Linked DNA regions of Sus scrofa: region 1 is linked to region 2. Evidence: chromatin contacts called from public HiChIP or PLAC-seq data. All regions are on one chromosome and are shown on one strand. The core of a region is the stretch at or near the end of the contact, and the rest is flanking DNA. Distances in the headings are between cores, read along the strand shown.

The links. HiChIP or PLAC-seq counts read pairs in DNA pulled down with a chosen protein or histone mark.
Region 1: an H3K27ac HiChIP or PLAC-seq map of skeletal muscle shows a contact between it and region 2. The contact joins the promoter of POPDC3 here to the promoter of BVES in region 2. A contact is called at or near these places in 5 of 47 Hi-C or Micro-C datasets (fetal heart ventricle, fetal skeletal muscle, heart right ventricle and 1 more) and 1 of 2 datasets of contacts at active chromatin or transcription factors (skeletal muscle).

Annotation. Positions count from the first base shown.
Region 1 is chr1:71,397,696-71,401,608 of Sscrofa11.1, reverse strand. POPDC3 (popeye domain containing 3) reads left to right here and starts at 1,475. Exons shown (of 4, transcript NM_001144111.1): 1 at 1,475-1,618. All of the region lies in intron 3 of LOC106508909, which reads right to left.
Region 2 is chr1:71,358,903-71,363,056 of Sscrofa11.1, reverse strand. BVES (blood vessel epicardial substance) reads left to right here and starts at 2,802. Exons shown (of 8, transcript NM_001348416.1): 1 at 2,802-2,986. It overlaps LOC106508909, which reads right to left and starts at 3,645. Exons shown (of 6, transcript XM_021084573.1): 1 at 3,563-3,645; 2 at 3,285-3,468; 3 at 2,097-2,978. The coding sequence starts at 3,645. The coding sequence ends at 2,226.

The sequences.
Region 1 (3,913 bases), core at 226-2,725, 40 kb before region 2:
GTTTACAAGCAGGTCAGGTCCCAATTGCACTGGAGGGGAGGGATCCCACAAAGGCATGAACACCAGGAGGTAGTGGGAATCATGAAGCCACCTTACAATCTGTCTATCACATAAGCATACCTTTGTTGCTTCTGAGTTTTTAAATTAAAAATGACCAGGAGGAGTTCCTGTTGCGACTCACTGGGTTAAAAACCCGACATAGTGTCCATGAATATGCGGGTTCCATCCCTGGCCTGGCTCAGTGGCTTAAGGATCCCACCTTGATGCAAACTGTGGCATAAGTCACAGATTCCACGTGGGTCCTGTATTGCTGTGGCTGTAGTGCAGACTGGCAGCTGCAGCTCTGATCTGACCCCTAGCCCAGAAACTCCCATATGCAGCCATAAAAATTAATTAGGTAAGTAATTAAATAAAAATGACCATGAGTATAATCTTTTAAAAAAAATTGTAATGTACTACACTAAGAAGTAAAATCTAAACATAGAATACAGCTTATGTCAAACCTCATGATCTTCTCGCTTCCCTAGCACTGTTTCAAAGTTATATGTATATACCATGGACTAGATTCAGTTTGAACTAGATTTCCTACACTACTGAGTAAATTCCCAGAGTGAAGCATAAGAGCGAAGGCTTGGAAGACAAGTGGTTTCTGGCCACATATGGGATGTAGGAATATGGGTATATTTTGGCCCTCAGTGCCAAAAGGAGGCAATTAAAGGAGGTTAGTTTTACCATTTGTACTACTTCTGTGGTTATTCCTCAAAAGAGACAATGATTACTCAGTAAATGTTTCTGGAATCAATGTCACCAACCCGGCTTTATAACCTGAAAGTGAGTAGGTTTTTGCTGTTCCTTCATCAACCACCATAGGGTTTGACCACCAAAACCAAACCAACCCACCAACTTCATCGAAGGAAAAAATGCATTTGATTTTTGCCTTAAGTTGTATGCATCGGCTTATTACTAATTTAAACTTTTTTTTTTCATCATTTGTATTTAACGTTTTTCCCTTCTATGACTGTCCATACTCTTTATCTCTCTGCTTTTTTTGAGCCGTTCATCGATTTGAATCAAGATATTAATCGCTCTCGGTCCTATACACCCAAATATTCCCATCCCTGCTCGGGTCCTTTATCTCATTTTGTTTACAGTGGGGGGGGTGGGGAGCGAGAGGGCAGACGTACTGTCGCTTCCCATCCCAGGAGGCCACCCCATGGCTCTCTGCCTAGGATAACAGCGAAGACTAGGTTCATTTTATAACTGTGAGCGGTGTTCACCTCGGGAAACCCGTCTTTGCAAACTTTGGTCGGCCGCCGCCACCAGGCTCATAACCAGTCCAGAGACTCCCCCGAGGCTGCGGCCGCCCGGCCCGCACGGCAGCCCCCGCCCTCCCCGCGGCCCACGGGGCGCGCGCCCGGGCTCGGCCCCCACCCGCGCCGCCGAGCCGCTCGGGAGCCGGGCTGCGGTCACTGAGAGCTCTGGCGCTGGGCGGGCGGCGGGCAGGAGCGCGCGACCCCGGCGTCAGGAGCTTGGCACCTGCCGGCGGGGCCCGGCGCTTTCGGCTGGGAAACTTCTGCGGGTGAGAGGCTGGAGCTCCGCGAGGGGCCGAGGAATCCAGGTAAGGAGGGGCCGGGGCGCCGCGGCCCCGGCCTCCCGCCGCCGTCCGCACCCTCGCTCATCGCGAAGCCGGGGCTGCTCGACCCGCACGGCCTCCGCCCGGGCCCTGCCCCAGTGTGGGGGCCGCGAGCCTCAGGCCGCTCAGAGCCCCTTCGCAGCCAGTGCTCCCCGGCTGGCCGCGCCGCCCGGCTCCCGGCCCCGCTCGGGCTAAGTGGGAGCCCTCAGGTAGGCGTCGCGCCGCTCGAGCTCGAAGGGCTGGCGGTCGCTGCTGCGGGTGGGCGCTCGGGGGTCCGCCCCATAGAGGCGAAGCTTCCTCTCAGATCTGCTGTCGCTCCCACTCTTGCAATGAGCACCCTGGAGTTCCCCTCTTTGGGGGGCGAATTTCCTAGGTAGAAAAGCTGGTCCAGGGGACCGCGAGAGCTTTAGGTTCGCCTTGGGGGAGTCGGGCAGCGGCGGGGAGTTTCCCTCTGCATAGGGTCTCACTGGGGCAGGGTTTTCCGGCTGAGTTGGGGACGCAGAAAGCGGCCTCATCCAAGGTCAAGCTGACCTGCATACTCTATTTGGGGAATCCCCCTGCGGCGGGGGTGGGGGGTGGGGAGAGGATAGAGAGAGAAAAGATATTTGAAAACCACTAAATTACCTCCTCACCAAGATCGGTGAAGAGGTAACGATACATTTTAAGTGTCGGTATTTTACAAGAGATTAAAGGCACAGAATCAAATGCAATAATAGAGCTATAACCAAAAAAAAAAAAAAAAGTTTTAGGGGACATTTTGCAAAAAGTGAAAAAGTTCTATATGTGAATAATAAATGGAAAAGTGAAACTAGAAGCCTGCTTTTGAACGTAAAACCTAACTTGATTTACCAAACTTCTAGAATCTTCCTTCCTAACTTTTTATTCTTTCGTGGTTTGGCATTTTCAGTTTGCAAGCTTGCACACTGCCAAGTGAGTTTTATAGCAGCTTTAAAAAAATTATTGCTGTCTGTTTATACTAAGGTTTGGTGGCCATTTTCTGTCACTTTTAGTACCAGGGACTTGCATGAACATACCCCTCGTGTGACAGTACAGGAACTTGGCATTGTTCTTTGTGGCAATGGAAAACCAAACAAGAAGTAGGTGAAACAAAATATAAACAAAAATTAGATCTCTTTCTACATTTGCAAAATGAAGTGGTCCAGTGGATCCCAGATGGTCTTTAAGGCTCTTCCCTTCCCTGAGGGACTCGGTTTGTCTTTTGAAGAGTTTGGGATACACAGTTTGAGTGAAATCTAGAGTAAGATGTTATCGGTCCTAAAATTTTATGCATATAAACTGAGAGACCTTTGATGGTTGAGTTTCTTTAATCTCATCAGTCTCTCAAAAAAGCTGAATCATTGTGCATCCTGTGTTTCTAAATGGTGACAGTCTATGCTATTAAGTAAAAATGTGTCATGGGAAACCAAAATCCCATGCTTCTTATCACAAGACTAATAGGGTTGACACACTGCAGCATTCAGGTCTGCTTATTTTGAAACAGTCCCCAGGTAAGATCAAGAATGGTTATGAAGCATTTGCTGTTGTACATGAGCATAGCAACACGTAAGCAACATGACAAGCAAGAAGTTTCAAAAGTGCTTTAGAAAATATCCACAATAGATTTGCAAGCCTGCAAATTGCACTTAAAATCATTTTTTGGTAATTACGGTTGTTGGTCAGCTGGGATTATGAGCTGTAGAGAATAGGGAAGAATTTACAAGAGTCTACTGAATCACTAATAATTTTTTAAAGGAAAAGGAAAAAAATATATTTCTCTTTTATCTAAGTAGTTACAGAAAAATGTCTTAAAATGAAAGTTACAACAGGTCATTTTGTAAATTAAATAAATAACCAGGAGAGTTCCCTGGTCTAGTGGTTAGGACTTGGTGCTTTCACCACTGTAGGCTGGTTTCAGTACCTGATTTGGGAGCTGAGATCCCACATCAAGCCACTGCATGCTGTGGCCAAAAAATAAAAACATTAGGAGTTCCCATCATGGCTCAGCAGAAGCAAATCTGACTAGTATCCATGAGAACAAAGTTTCAATCCCTGGCCTCGCTCAGTGGGTTGAGGATCCGTGTTGCCATGAGCTGTGGTGTAGGTCGCAGACTCGGCTTAGATCCTGTGCTGCTGTGGCTGTGGTAGAGGTCAGTGGCTACAGGTCCAATTTGACCCCTAGCCTGGGAACCTCAAAGTGCTGTGGGCGTGACCCTAAAAATAAATAAATAAAATAAAATAATTTAAAAGGCGAAAAAATAAAAAATGAAAACTTAAAGCTCC
Region 2 (4,154 bases), core at 1,553-4,052:
CGTTCCCACTGTGGCTCAGTGATAACGAACCCAACTAGTATCCCTGAGGATGCAGGTTTGATCCCTGGCTCCGCTCAGTCAGTCAAGGATCCAGCATTGCCATGAGCCGAGGCACAGGTCACAGACATGGCTCAGATCCCACATTGCTGTGGCTGTGGTGCAGGCCGGCAGCTGCAGCTCCAATTCAATCCTAGCCCGGGAACTTCCATTTAGGGCGAGTGTGGCCCTAAAAGGACTCTCTGTCTCTCCCTCTCTCTGTCTGTCTGTCTCTCTCTATATATATATATACTTTAAAAATGTATAAATAGATATATGTATAACTGAATCACTTTGCTGTACAGCAGAAATTAACACGGCATTGTAAATCAACTATACTTCAATTTAAAAAAGAAGCAGGAGGAAGAGCAGAAGTTAGAAGATGAAGAGGGAGAGAGGAAGGACGGGAGAGAAGAAAGGAGGGAGATAAGAGAGAGGGGGAGAAGGTGGAAAGGAAGGAAGGAGGGAAAAATGAAAAATCATTTATAATCTCAACACTCTGAGGCAAGGAACATAAGCATTTTAGTCTTTTAACATCATGGATGAGTTGTCATGTTCTTCTCACTCTTGTAACTTGCCTTTTTCTATTTAACATCTTTGTACAGGAGGCAGTGTAGGCAGTGATAGAAGGTGGCAGAAACTATATAGGTAGCGGACGAGAGTGTAAGTTCCAGAACTACACTGCCCGGTTAACATCCTGGCCCAGCTTCTCACTAGCTGTGTGAGCCTGAGCAGCCTACTCGACCTTGCTGTTATCTTAGTTTCCTGGCTATAAAATGGAGATTAATAACAGAAGCTACTTCTTCACAGAGTTTTCCATGAGGATTCAATGGCTTAATATATCTGAACCATGTATAATACTGCCTGGCACAAAATACATCCTCTATCAAGGGGCAGTACACTTTTTTTCAGTAAAGACCCAGATTGTAAATATTTTAGGCCTTGCAAGTTCATATAGTTTCTGCCACAACTCCTCAATGCTGCCTTTTGGCACAAAAGCAGCCATAAATGAACGAGCGTGGGGCTGGGTTCCAGTTAAACTTTATGGACAGTGAATTTGAGTTTCATATCGTTTTCACATGTCATGAAATACTCTTCTTTTGGTGATTTGGACCATTAAAAAATGTAAAAACCATTTTAGCTCATGAGCTGTGCAAAAATCGGCAGTGGACTAGGCCTTTGAGCCAGAGTTTGCTAACCTCTGTTCTATATAATTAGCAGATGTTATTATGTCTCTAATATCTGTTTATAAATCAATTTTAATGGCTGCTTAGAACAAGATTGTTTGGATGTCCTATAATTTACTTAGTCCCCTATAGTTAGAATTTAGATTATTTCCAGTGTTTGTCATTATAAGCCATCCTCAAATATCCATGCAAAGATAGATTTATGCACATTTATTACTAAACCTTACTTAATATGTACGTAGTGGTAGCTATCAAAATGGCTGGCCAAGCAGCTAAAAAGAAAAAGACTCTGAAGAAGCAGCCTTGAAAATGAATCTTGGGCCGTTAGAGCAAATTTCAAATGTGAGAGACAGAGCTTTGTAAGTAGAATATATATTCACATACATAGAATTTACTATGTACCACACACCATTCTAAGCCTCTTATATATATCTAGCCATTTAGTCCTCAACACAAGAGGAAACAGACACAGAAAAGCCACGTAACTTCCCCAAGGTCACACAGTCAGTTGGTAGCAGAGGCAGGATTCAAACCTGGCCTGTGCAGCACTATCGCCCAGGTTCTTGAAGACGCTGCTTCTCCACTAGACAGACTTGGCGCGTGTGCACACCCAGGTACTCACTTTATAACGTACTTGTGGTCTTTAGGTCATGTTTGGCACGCAGGAAAAACCTCATCTTCTTATAATCAGCACAAATTCTATCCGTCCACGGGACACTTCTGGCTGGAAACTGAATGCCTAGCTAACCTTACTTACTCTTTTGTCCTCCAACTCCTCCCCTATACCAATTCTTCATTAATTCACCCAGCATTCCTCACCCAAAAGAACGATCCTCTATAAAAGTAATGATGGATTGGACCATACTTTCATACCTTGGTTTTCAATGCCAAACACACGTGCCAGATTCAGATGGAGCTTTGCCTACAGCTGAGGGCCAGGCGCCTCCACGAGAATGTAAATTTCGGATAAGTATCCTCCTTCTATGGAAATAAAACCGTGGCTCAGGTCGACGCGCCCTTCCAAGTGCCCCTGCAGCAGCAGGGCTGGCTTGCTCCCGCTCCTTGCCGGGTCCCCGGAGGCGCTGTCCCGCGTCCCTGTGGACCAAACGGCCAACCTTCGCTGCCATGCTCGGACGCCGATTGCGCACTCTCCCGGTTCTTCCGGCTTGTGCGGAGATGCTGGCGTTTGTCCCAGAAAGGAATTGTGCGAATGGGTCGTTTGATTTTGTGGGGAAAAGAAGGATCTAGTTCTTCTATTCCTGATTGCTCTCTCTGCGAGAACCCTGTTGCTCGAGTTATCCCCACGGAGATGAGCAACCAACGCCGCTGACCCCAAAACGCTCCTCGCCCCCCACTCATGCCCAAACAAGGACAGAACCGAGAAGTAGGGAGGAAACCAGGAAAGAAAGAAGCGGGTGTTTCAAATGTACCACGCTTGTGCAGACGCGGCGGCGACTTGGAAGAGCCGGGCGGGGAGTCCTGGCCAAGGCCGGGGACTCCGCCCGCCGGGGGGCGCCGGGGCGCCGGGCGCGTGCGCGGTGCGGCCCCAGCCCTGGCTGCGGTCTCCGCTATGCCTATTTTAGTCAAAGCCGCTGCCAGCGCTGGGACCCGGCATCCGCGCAGCAGCCTTCTGACCCGCGGATCCGCCGAGGCTTTCGCGTCTGGCGCCCGTCGAGCCGTCGCGTCCGTGTCCCTCGCGTCCCGCCGCTGACTCCCCAAACTTTGGCCAGCGCCGCCCAGGCTCTGCTCCAGGGACTAGCCAGGTAAGGAGCGGGAGGCGCAGCTGTCGGCGGCTCCCCCAGCGCGCCCGGCTGTTTGCAGCCCAGCTCTCCCCCGGCTAAATCGGGAACCGAAAGTTGGATCCCTGCTCGGTTGGGAGCAACTTTGCACTCCCGGGCAGCGGCTGCCTGTTTTCCAAGCCTCGGCCGCCGGGATCCCCGCCCTCGCCTTTCTAGCCGCGCCTTCCCGGGGTTCCCTGTCCTTGGAAGCCGCCCTTCACCCCGGTTTTGGGCTTCGCGCTCAGAGACCCTCAGGTGTCAGCTGCCGCCACTCGGGTCTGACAGCGCCAGCGTCCTCGGGCGCTCCGGCCTCATCGGGTGGCCATTCCCGCGCTCTGCTGCCCTCAAGCCGTGGATGAGCCTGGCCTTTCCTCTCCCGGCGAGGCTCCCGGGGCTCCCGGTCCGCGAACCTACTACGGCTCCTCCTCGCCCCCTGTAGGGCCGCTAGGCGCACGGTACCGCCCGCCCTGGCTTGGCGCAGGGAATGCGAAGTGGGTCAAGGCGCTCACTACCCACACCCCGGAGCCCGAGAGCTTCGGGTCAAGAAGAGCTGACACTGACCCTCTCTCATTAAGGAGCAAGGTGAACAGGGCGCCTGGGGAGCGCAGATAGCTGGAGAACCCGTGATCCACCCGCGCCTTCATTTTTGAGGCTTTAGGAAACCGGTTGCTGGCCGGACAAGTCCCAGAAACTGTTGGCTTTGAGGCAAGAATAAGTGTGAAAAGACTCTTAGCAACTTAATGCCTTTTGCCATTCCGAAGATATGCCAAGGTTCAGTTAGAATTGCAGAATGAATTGAGCGAGTCTACCAGCACCACTTTTGCTCACCGCTGTTACCTTTTTCAATTCTGTAGGTTGGTGAAGGGTTAATGTTAGTTCCGCCTTTATCTGTTCAGCCCTGCACACACCTATTTGAAAACCAGTAGATATACAGGACTTTACTAGAACAGGGACTTTAAGGAATTTGACTCCGGGAACTAATAGGAGAAAGAAAATTTGCCTTGATTTCGTCAAAATTAATCTGAACGTTTCTCAACTTACCTGTCTAACTTTTCCTTGTTAGATCAATTCGTTCTCAGCATAAAGGATAGTTCAGCTTAAGCCACATAATTCCTTTAAGTAGTGGTCAAAAGAAGCTGAAATCGGCAAGATC